Regions from separate parts of the Danio rerio genome. Here regions 2 and 3 are each linked to region 1. Evidence: chromatin contacts called from public HiCAR-type and Micro-C data. All regions are on one chromosome and are shown on one strand. Each heading gives the region's core, a stretch centred on a gene start, on an enhancer-like site or on the middle of the called end of the contact. The rest is flanking DNA. Distances are from core to core; before and after follow the strand shown.

Region 1 (3,489 bases), core at 496-2,995:
TTACTACCAGTTGTACTGAAGAACTGAAAACCTGTTTATGATTTGTATGTGGTGTCATGTTGTGAACCAAATGAAATTAGAGTTGATTAAAACTTGTTTAATTAAAAACTTGCTTGACAATAATATATAATGTGCTGGTATATTATTATATTATATTATATTCAATTCAATTCAATTCAGCTTTATTTGTATAGCGCTTTTACAATGTAGATTGTGTCAAAGCAGCTTTACATAAATGGTCATAGTAACTGGAACAGTGTGGTTCAGTAACTGGAACAGTGTGGTTCAGGTTTTAGTGTTTAAGTTCAGTTCAGTTCAGTTTAGCTCAGTTCAGTGTGATTTAATCATTACTGAGAGTTCAAACACTGAAGAGCAAATTCATCGATGCGTAGCTCTACCAATCCTGAACCATGCGAGGCAGTGGCGACAGCGGAGAGGGAAAAAAAACTTCACCTGATGGGAGTGAAGAAAAAAAACCTTGAGAGAACCAGACTCAGTTGGGCACGACCATTTTAATTTCTCCGCTGGCCAAAAGTCTTGTGCAGAACTTCATTCGCCGTGGTTTATGCTGGAAGATACTATGAAGAAAAAGGTGCTGCTTACTATTTTTATGTAAACTGTAATATAATACAATTATAATACCTAATAATGGTGCCAAAGTACCATTTAAAAATTAAAAAGAAAAGGGAAGTTGTTTTTTTCTTCAAAGTTTATAAAGTTGCAAATTATTGTATTTCAAATAAAGGCTTGTATTCATTAAAGTACAATGAAAATTAAAATGTATTTAGCAGAACAATGATAATAATAATAATAATAATAATAATAATAATAAATAAATAATAATAATAATAATAATAATAATAATAATAATAATAATATTTCCCATTGTTGGGTTGCAGATGGAAGGGCATCCGCTGCGTAAAACATATGCTGGATAAGTTGGCGGTTCATTCTGCTGTGGCAACCCCTGATTATTATTGGGACTAAACAAAAAAATAAATAAATAAATAAAATTAATAAATGAATTAATAATAATAATAATCACCATCATCATCATAATAATAAATTGCAGCCTTGGGGAGCAGAAGAGATCTCTTTCAAAACGTAAAAAATATTAATTTAAAAAATATATGTGGCTTTATTTTCATTAAATACAGAACGGTTTATAGCCACATTTTCTATCTTTAAGTATTTGTGCTGTGAAGTTCTTACAATTATTATATAATATCTATTATTATACACAGGGTTAAGATTATATCAGATTAAAGTATTAAAATCGCCTTTCCAGCAACTGTCACCATAAAAATATGGGCTAACAAGTCAGCAAGAGAAGCATGAATTGATACACTAATATAATGTGATCTACTCCACATGTCTGACAAGAATAAAATAAGAAATGTATCAAAATGTTTTGTCTTTTTTATAAATAATGTATAATGCACTGTTTACAGGTCAGGACTGCATGTTAGATAACTTACAGTGACCTTTATCTGCATAGAGTAGCTTGTACAATTAGTCAACCAATCGTTTTTTATTTTTTTAAACAAGAAAGAATCAAGTAACCAAACAAATGTAACCACATAGTTGTGTAAGAATGGAAAAATAAAACCTAAATGAAATTATTTCTCTGAACTTTCTGCAGTGACTGGAAACAGTGACGCGGGCTCGTCCGTCGCGGACCCCCTTCAGTGGGCTCGCGCTCGCGCTGCCTCCGCTGTTTAAATGGGCCAAGTTTGAGAAGCGGCGGAGAGTGCAAATCTTGTTTGGTCTGGGTCTGTGAACTAAAGCGTGACTTCAGCGACGTATTAGGGGTTAAAAAACGAAGGGGAGAGAAAAAAATCCAAAGTCCCATTAGCGCCAGGCATCATTTGCAATCGAAAAGGCGCACATAGATAGCATAATTGTCTCTATCTTCGTCAGATATGAAAATGCTCCAAGATAGTCTGTTTCACTACCTACCCACTGTGCATATACTACTGAACATTTACGTGATCTACACTACACAAACACGGGCTTTTATGTGTTAAAGCCCTAGCTGCGTTGTGCCTGGACATAAATAAACTCGGAGTGGATGCAGGATATAAGCGTAGCGGAGTTGCCATAGCGATTATTTTAAAGGAAACGCGGGATAAACAATCATTAAAGCACGCTCAGCAGCGCTAATATCTGGCGGAGATGTCAGGCATTAGTCCGATTAGATGTGGTGGGCAGGAGCGCGGGGAGACCCGTCATGCGAGCAGAGCACTGAGGAGAAGAGTGAAGTGGTGAATGGCTGAACTTAAGCGCTCTGCTGTCAGGCAGCGACGCGGGAGTCGTGCGTAAACACACCGGTGCGCCTGGAACTCCGCGAACAGGGACACAAGTTGGGACGCATGAACTGCTAATCACTCGTTGCCGGCGCTCCGCTTCGGGTAACATGCCTGCCATCAAAAAGGAGAGACTGGATGGAGAAGACATGGCATTAGCCGCCTTCAACCAGCCTGAATACCTGGCCCCTTTAAATGCCACCGCTATCCCCGTGGTGACCCCTCATCCGCCGCCGTACGATCACATTTTCGCCCATCACCAGCGCGCGTACTTGGGCTTTCGCGACACCGCGCTGCATCAGCAGCACCTTCACCACCACCCGGACGACTTCATGCTGGAGAGCTTCTCGTCTATCCCGGACTTTCAGCCGTTTTTCGACAACGGGGAGCCTTGTATCGAAGTGGAATGCGGGGAAAACAAAGCACTACTGTACATTAACAAACTGTGCCAGGGCAGCAAAGGGCCCTCCATCAAATACCGGACTGAGTGGCTCACCCCAAACGAGTTCCAGTTTGTCAGTGGAAGAGAGACAGCCAAAGACTGGAAACGCAGTATCAGGCACAAGGGTAAGTCAGTTGCCGGGTGCACACGCATGGATGTTACTTTTGAAACGGGGGTTAATTGAGCTTTAGTCCTCTTCTTGGGTTAACAGAAGAGCTTTTTTCTGGATAGAAATGTGGGTTACTCAACTGCTGTAACTTTAGTGCGTTGGGAACTAGAGCTCATTCTGCTTGGAGTCGAACGACTTTGGATTCTCACTGCTGGAACAAAAAGGTGAACAATAGTTTTGACGCACGTGGATTTTGTATGTGTTAAATAAAATCAATGTTTTGAATAGCATGTTAAATCTTTTGAGGATAAATTAGACGCGTAAAGCTGGTTTTGTAATGAAGTAGAGTAGATCAGGTTTATGTCACCGTGGCACATTATCAAACAGTTGTGGATTAAGCTTTTGTTTACTAAAATTTCAACCGCATTCACTGTTATCAAGTCTGAAACTTAAATTTTATATCATTTGTATTAACGCTCAGCTGATATCCCTACTCTTTAACAGTGTTTTACATTGTATCATTAACCGTGTCGTAATGACATCTTTATTTACATATAGGCTAATCTAGTTTGTCACGGTCATCTCATGTCTATTAAGTTTATCACTTTTTAAAGTTATAACTCTCTACTTCA
Region 2 (3,509 bases), core at 634-3,133, 140 kb after region 1:
TTAACAAAGGACAATGAGTTCAGCTTGCATAAAATTTGATAAAGCTTTTCCAAATTTTAAATATTTCTTTTCCTTTCATTTCACTCCCATGCATCTGATTGTTTGACAAAAGCGTTTGTTTAATGTAAACCAATTCTGATAAAATAGCATATGAAAAAAGTAAAAGTTTACACTATCATATACAATAGCTATAATCTCATGTGCAGCAATGCTTAAAATACAATGCAAATATTTATTAGTAGTCTAATATATTAGTAGTCTAACAATACACAATATCTATCTTGGGTAGTTAGGACCACTGCGTTCAAATGTTTGCAGACAGTATATTTATTTCAGGCCTTACACAGCATTATTTTTAATTATAGGTTTATATAGACATGCTTCAGACGTATCTTTGCAGAGTTTATTGACATTTGTTAGGTGCTGTGAGCATTGTATTTTAGGACTGCTGATTTTTAGTCAAGTTAAACATAAAAAAGAGACTTTTGTTACACAGGGCAGCAATTAGAGGTGTATCAACTAACATACTACAAGGCAGGGATGCCCAAAGATTTTCGTATAAAAGGGCCAAAAAAACAAAACAAAAATATCATTATGAGCCATTGGCCCAGGGAAAATATACCAAACTATAATACATTAAAGTTGCCACGGTCAATTTTTGAGTTTCTTTCATAATATTTAAAAAAAATAAAAAAAACTTTACTTTAAATAATTTTAACTAATGCACTATAACTGAATGATAATTTTTGCAATAAAAACATAAGTGAACAGTGGAGTTCAATGCTGAATACACTAGTCACGCACACAGAATCTGCCTTTCTCGTGATTTGCTCACCAAAGTCTCTGCATTGTCCTCTATCCATCAGGTGACAGTATGTACATTTAAACTAAATCTGATTAATTTACAATATTTAATTGAAACATTTAATTTCAGTTAGCTTTTAACAATAAAACAAACAAAAGGTTACATTAGATTTAAAATGACAATCTCTAAACCATGCCCATCATTCTTCCTCTCTTCTCAGATGAAATCGCGGGCTAAATCCAAGGTTACCATGGGGCCAACTTTGGCACGCAGGTCCTAGTTTGGGCATCTCATTGAGCAGTTTGAGATTTTTTTGGTTCTTTTGAGCACAAAAGAAGATATTTTGAAAAATGTTGTAAACTTATAATAAATGACTTTCATAGTATTTGTTTTTAATACTATGAAGTTTATTTATTACAGGTTTGCAAATGTTTCAAAATGTAAAATTTATTTCTTTCCATTTTTGCATTAAATAAAAAATGTGCCATGTTTCAGATTTCATATAATTTTTTTACTTTCATTGTTTTATGAAAACAATAATTGTTGTAATATTTGTTATTCTGACCACTATCGTTTCTACAAAAAAAATGAAAAATGAAAAAATGAAATGAAAAGATTTTTTTTAAATATAAAAAAAGTTATCAGACCTTTTATATTTATAGAATAATAAAGTCCCAGTAGCACAAGTAATGTCCATTGCACATGACACCTGTTTCAGAGAATGTTATAAACATGGAAAAACTTTCCAGTCAGGCATTTTTCCCAACACAGATTTGGCAGCTCTTCCTCCCAAAGCATATATTCACATCTCTACTCAACACCTGGCATCCAAGCATTCACACTAATCCTGACCCGGTTTAAGGCAGGGATCGGATCTAAATCCTTTGCCCTACCTAAAATTCACAGCCGCAGCCTTCGCAAACACATTCCTCCGCAATGGAAACGGGAAAACCCTGCTCTTAACTGCCCTTACTAGTTGGGAAATATTTAAGATTTAGTCAGTCAGACAGAGATCCCAGACAGCAAGGGTGGAGCGGCGTCTCGGGGGGCCTGTGGCTGCGGTGTCTTGGCCTGGGTGAATGTACTGGAAAAGCCTCCCCGTGCCAACCAGGAGAGCAGGATAATCCCTGCAGCTTGTGTGGCAATCCTCTTGGCAGCGGCACGGCGCACGGCGCTTTAGCCTGTGTAGCAGCGTGTTCAGGCTTTCATCTCCTAACCTCAATCCAGTTACAGCCAGTCAGCATGAAGACATGACAGGCTACTGGCCCAGGAGGAGGGGCCATCTTTATCTAGTCCTTCATCTCACGCATTAAAGTGATTGTCCTTTGTTTTAGTTTAAATAGAGCTTGTGCGTGTTATTTAGAATTATCTTTGCTGGCCAAGAGATTGGATTGAAAAATTGCATTTACATTTAGCAGTAGTGTATTAAATGTTTAACCGTATGTCTATTCATTAATGAACACTAAATATATCATGGTAAATTAGAACAATAAAGAGCAGCATGTTAGAATAATCTCTGAAGGTTCATGCATATTATCACTACAGATGTGATACAGTTAATGCTAGTATTTAAGCTCATATTTAAATTTCACTGTTAGCATTATCCAACATTGAAAATGTAATGAAGTAAAACAATGTAGTAATGAGCTCAAACAGAATAATAATAAAAATAATAATAAGAACAATAATAATAATAATAAAAATAATAACCACAACAATTATAATAATTAGAAACTTTTCTAAAGTTTCCTTTTCTTTTTATATCTGTTTAACCTGTTAACACTATTAACTATGTTTTAATTCGTCATTCGTTAATTAATTGTAAAGGTTTCTCAACCCCATTGTTCTACATGGAACAAAACTTCTGCAACTAAACAGTTACGCAAACTGTGCACTCGTTTACAGTTTAGAGCTTGTACATTGAGGCTAACGAGCACGACCCAGAGAATTAACTGTGGTTGAGGGAATTAACTAAGGGCCATTCACGTCGTGTCTTTTGCGTGTGCAAGTTCATTATTTCTTTTTTTCCGTACATATTGGGAGTGACGTAAACGTGGTGCACGCAGGGGCGCCCCGCCACGGCCACCCCTCAGTAAACTCTGGTCACCCCTGTGGCCACCCCTTTGACCACCCCAATATAATTTTGCTGTTGACATTATTGATTTAAATGTACTTATAAATTCCCAATATTTAAATAAATAAATAAATAAAATGCAGCCACAAAATTATTATTGGTGTTACTGACGTAGCTCTCCCCCTCAGGTTCAACACTGGTGAAAGCAAACTGATGCATGCGCGCAGAAAACCATTCCCGCGCGCCTCACGCACTCCTGTGTGAATCCCGGTTGGTTGTTTGCATGCACGCCGACAAAATAGGCATAACAGCCTTTTGTGCAGGGGTGTCGGCATGCAGCGAGTTTTGAAAGTCGACTAAAGTTTATATAATATGATGATGATGTTACTTTCACTAAGCATGGCTTTAAAGCAGAAAGAAGGGATAATGAGTCAAGGAGGTAAGACTTCATAACATGATTTCTCAGCCATGATCTGGTCTTAAACCAGAGATAATTCTTTAGAATTGTCATAATTTTCATGCAAAAGGTTTCTTAAGTGATCTTGGCATATCACTCCAGTTGTTGTTTTCCAGTAATATTTCGGATTGATTTCTGTTATTTATTTAGAATAATAATTGTATAATAATATT
Region 3 (3,531 bases), core at 998-3,497, 160 kb after region 1:
GATCCAGATCAAACCATTAGTTTGAGTTTTTTATAGGATTTTATCACTTTGATCCCAAAAAATCTGGATAACACTGATCCCATCAGATGGGTGGATTCAGCATGGAGTTCATGCCCAAAAATGTAATGAAAACGTTAAAAAAAAGTATCAAATAATACTATATTTGGATCATGCAGTATCTTACAAGATATATTCATTCATAAGGTTTTATTTGTATTTGTTCATCCGTCTGGCTACAGTGATTAGGTAGGCTTTAACATATTCAGCCTATTAGTATAGTCCTACAGCAAAGTTGAAAGAGTTTGGCCTCATAAAATAATCCCCCATACAGCTGTCAAAATTGACCAAAAACAATACATTTTATTCTGTCACTAATTGATAAATTCATCACAATGAAAACTATTTTTGTTTTTAGAATATTTATTAGTGATGCATGCAATGATTACAGAATAACCAAAAGAAAGGCAAAGAATGGCAATGACTGATTTCTGAAATCCTTTTCAACAATTGCAATTGAGACTGAAAATGCAGAAGCACAGCTTCGTCTGGCAGAGGAACAACTGACTCTGACCAAACTGCAGCAAAAAAAAAAGCCAGACTTGAGATCTGACTCCTAAAGGCTACGCTCAGACAAGCTGCTCTCTCCACATCAGATGAGGAAGTCTGAAATTATTGTGGAGGTTTTGACATTAAGGCCTTTTTAATTCAATACATCTATATTTGAAACTTGTTAAATATCCTCAAATGTACAGTGTTTGTGTTGTAGGTCTCAGATGAGCGGATTGCTGTACAAGGATGGGCTGGGGTTTTTCTTGTTTTAAGTTTTTTTTTAAATGTGTGTGTTATCTTTTGAAATAAAAATAAAGTTATATTGACCCCACACTGGCTATTCTACTTGTTGCTCTTTACGTATCAATAGATTGTGATTTCCTATCCTGAATGAGCACTGGTAATCCAGATTTAGTGATCCTGAAAAGTTCCTATCCGATACAGATTGATCCAATCCGATGTTGATTTGAAAAACTGGCTCAAAAATTATCTCTGGATTACGAGATCACAGATCGCAAAAACAGGATGACTAAATCCGGATCAATTTTATCCGAATTAAACCTTTTGAAAAACTGGGCCCAGAACACTGGAATGACCATCTGAATGTAAAGCATTTGCTTACGTTTTCTGAAGTGCAGGCGTTTTGCTCTTTCCTTTCTTTGGTGAGGGTTCTTCATCCTCACAGTCATCTTCCTCATCAGAATCAAACCCAGACAACATGAACTCATCCACACTGAGATCCTCCAACTTTCTGCAAAAACATAACATAGATATCATGAAAGAATCCAATCTTTTTTTTGTTTACAGTTAGTCTAGATATTTGTGGCCATAGTAGGAATTATGTGTTTGGGATTGTATCTTTTACTAGCTTGTTTTGATTACATTTGCTCGTCTAGCACTCTTTGGATTGACTAAGTGCTGTAGAAAGTAAACATATTTTTATAATTAATAATAATATATTAATTAGTTCTAACTAAATTATCTTCTATTATATATTTTTATTGAATAACTGAATACATCACAACTGATTAAAATGAAATGAGACTTAATATGCCTAAAATAAAACATTTAATTTTAATAGATGACACATAATAGCACAATACTACAGTCAGTATGATATATGACATGAGCATCTTTACACGAAAACGATTATATTTAGGTCTATCTGTAAAGTAAATTGTTCAAACCCTTCTGTAATTACTCCTATTTCAATATATTAATTATTTAAAATAAAAAAGAGCTCTTAGGTTCAAATGCATACATATTTTTAACACAGTATGTTATCAATGCTGCATGTTCAGATAATTTCCCTTCTATTAAAATGTAATACATCATGAACGCGATTTAAAAAAACGCATCAATAAAATCACTGAACACTGAAGACACAAAACTGAAAATGTATATACTAAACTAATACAAAACCTATGAGTTCTGACCCATCTTCAGTGGCTAAAACTAGCTAGCTACCGTTAAATTTCACCAAAGAAGCGTCTTATGAAGTGAACTAGGGTTTGACACCCCCGTATACATTCAAGTTATCTGTACTGAAACACAAACAATAATATGCTACTATTTAAACGAGATTAAATAGATACGAATTAGACATACCTCTTGTTTTTCCCTGCCATGCTGGATAAAAACGTGCACTGAGACGTAATACCCACAATGCAACGCTTTAGGGAACTCAGCTCAGTTGATCTTTTGTTTAACGATGCGATAAACGCAGAGGGTCGATAACTCAGGTCCTTTTTATTTAAATTGCCAGTTTTCCCATAAAAGCTAAATTCCCGGTACAGTTACACACAACCAAGATGTTGGTGACGTTTTAAACTCTAAAGAAGAAAGTGTGGCTCTTGGTAATCCTAAAATGTCAACAGCTAGAGCAGGGGTGACCAAACTTTTTCGTATGAAGTGCCCATAACCAAACTTGATTAAGACTAGTGGGCCAAAGGTAAATGTAGTTGCCATTGGGTATTTTTTTTATTTTATTTAATGATATATATTTAAAAAATACTAGAAAATACTGTTTATTATGAACTAAACTATTTTTTGACATTTTAAAATAAGCTTATTACAGTAAAAACAAAACAATCTAATTTATAATAGAATTACACTAGTTTTTGTCTTGATTTGCCTCTGCATAATCCTCTTTCCGTCGAGTAACAGTATTTACATTTTAAAAATCTGATTCATTTACAACATTTAATTGAAACATTTAATTCCAGTTTGCTTTTTTGTACCTAAGCAATGGTCTATATGCACACAGCCCAAGGGCTTCCAGTGAACTGTTTTCTGTAATATTAATATCAGTGGTGGAAAGAGTACCAAAAAAATCATACTCAAGTTAAAAATACTGTTAAAAAATAGTGTGAGTAAAAGTATCTGTTGTAAATATTACTAGTAGCATGAGTAAAAAGTAGCTCTTTTGAAAGTACTCAAGAGTAGTGAGTATTAAAATGTTGAAGTGTTTACTTGCAATTTGTATGTGTGTGTGTGAAAACATAACATTATGTAGTGCATTTAGTTATTGTTTAAGGCCACTTGATGATTTCAGTCATACAGTAAACATCCTTCATCTTCTCATCATGCAAACTAAACAGTCTCTGGGTCATTGCATGTAAAAATTTTGGACATCTTCTTGGACACTTTTAATACTTCCTAGCGGTTTACTGCATTTATAAAGTGCCCATCTTCAGGTTGTTCAGTATGGTGCAATTTACTTGTGGAATTTGATTGGACGGGAATTGCAGGACTGATTTTTTTACTCAGCCAATCCCTAATAAGGCCATTTTGAAGGATGTATACCAGGGGTCTCAAACTCGCGGCCCGCGGGCCATTTGCGGCCCTCAGTGCAATATTTTGTGGCCCGCGCCGACCGCTGTACTCTGACAGAATCAGCGAGCGGGGAGAGAGAGCGATCCCCGCTCCGCTGATTCTATCCGTACACAGCGCGCTTGTCACTCAATGCACGTTGTCGCGCGC

Evidence for each region. A called contact is a pair of places that touch in the nucleus more often than the background predicts. HiCAR-type assays count read pairs that join an accessible place to other places.
Region 2: a contact with region 1 is called in a Micro-C map of caudal fin, with 2.6 times the contacts expected there. The contact joins the enhancer-like site here to the promoter of samd11 in region 1. A contact is called at or near these places in 3 of 18 Hi-C or Micro-C datasets (caudal fin, fibroblasts and hematopoietic stem cells) and 2 of 4 datasets of contacts at active chromatin or transcription factors (caudal fin and pancreas).
Region 3: a HiCAR-type map of caudal fin shows a contact between it and region 1, with 3 times the contacts expected there. The contact joins the promoter of noc2l here to the promoter of samd11 in region 1. A contact is called at or near these places in 3 of 18 Hi-C or Micro-C datasets (caudal fin, fibroblasts and hematopoietic stem cells) and 2 of 4 datasets of contacts at active chromatin or transcription factors (caudal fin and pancreas).

The regions. Positions count from the first base shown.
Region 1 is chr23:25,957,451-25,960,939 of GRCz12tu, forward strand. samd11 (sterile alpha motif domain containing 11) reads left to right here and starts at 1,746. Exons shown (of 13, transcript XM_073938975.1): 1 at 1,746-2,873. The coding sequence starts at 2,417. All of the region lies in intron 1 of LOC141380490 (a long non-coding RNA gene), which reads right to left.
Region 2 is chr23:26,093,863-26,097,371 of GRCz12tu, forward strand. All of the region lies in intron 13 of noc2l (NOC2-like nucleolar associated transcriptional repressor), which reads right to left. Among named protein-coding and RNA genes, the nearest start is that of noc2l, 23 kb to the right of the region's middle. Within about 2 kb of position 1,884, at least 7 of the 62 cell types and tissues checked have an H3K27ac peak or open chromatin away from gene starts, as enhancers often do. A contact at or near this core is called in caudal fin, where this site is marked.
Region 3 is chr23:26,116,167-26,119,697 of GRCz12tu, forward strand. It overlaps noc2l (NOC2-like nucleolar associated transcriptional repressor), which reads right to left and starts at 2,248. Exons shown (of 19, transcript NM_001003830.2): 1 at 2,158-2,248; 2 at 1,172-1,300. The coding sequence starts at 2,177.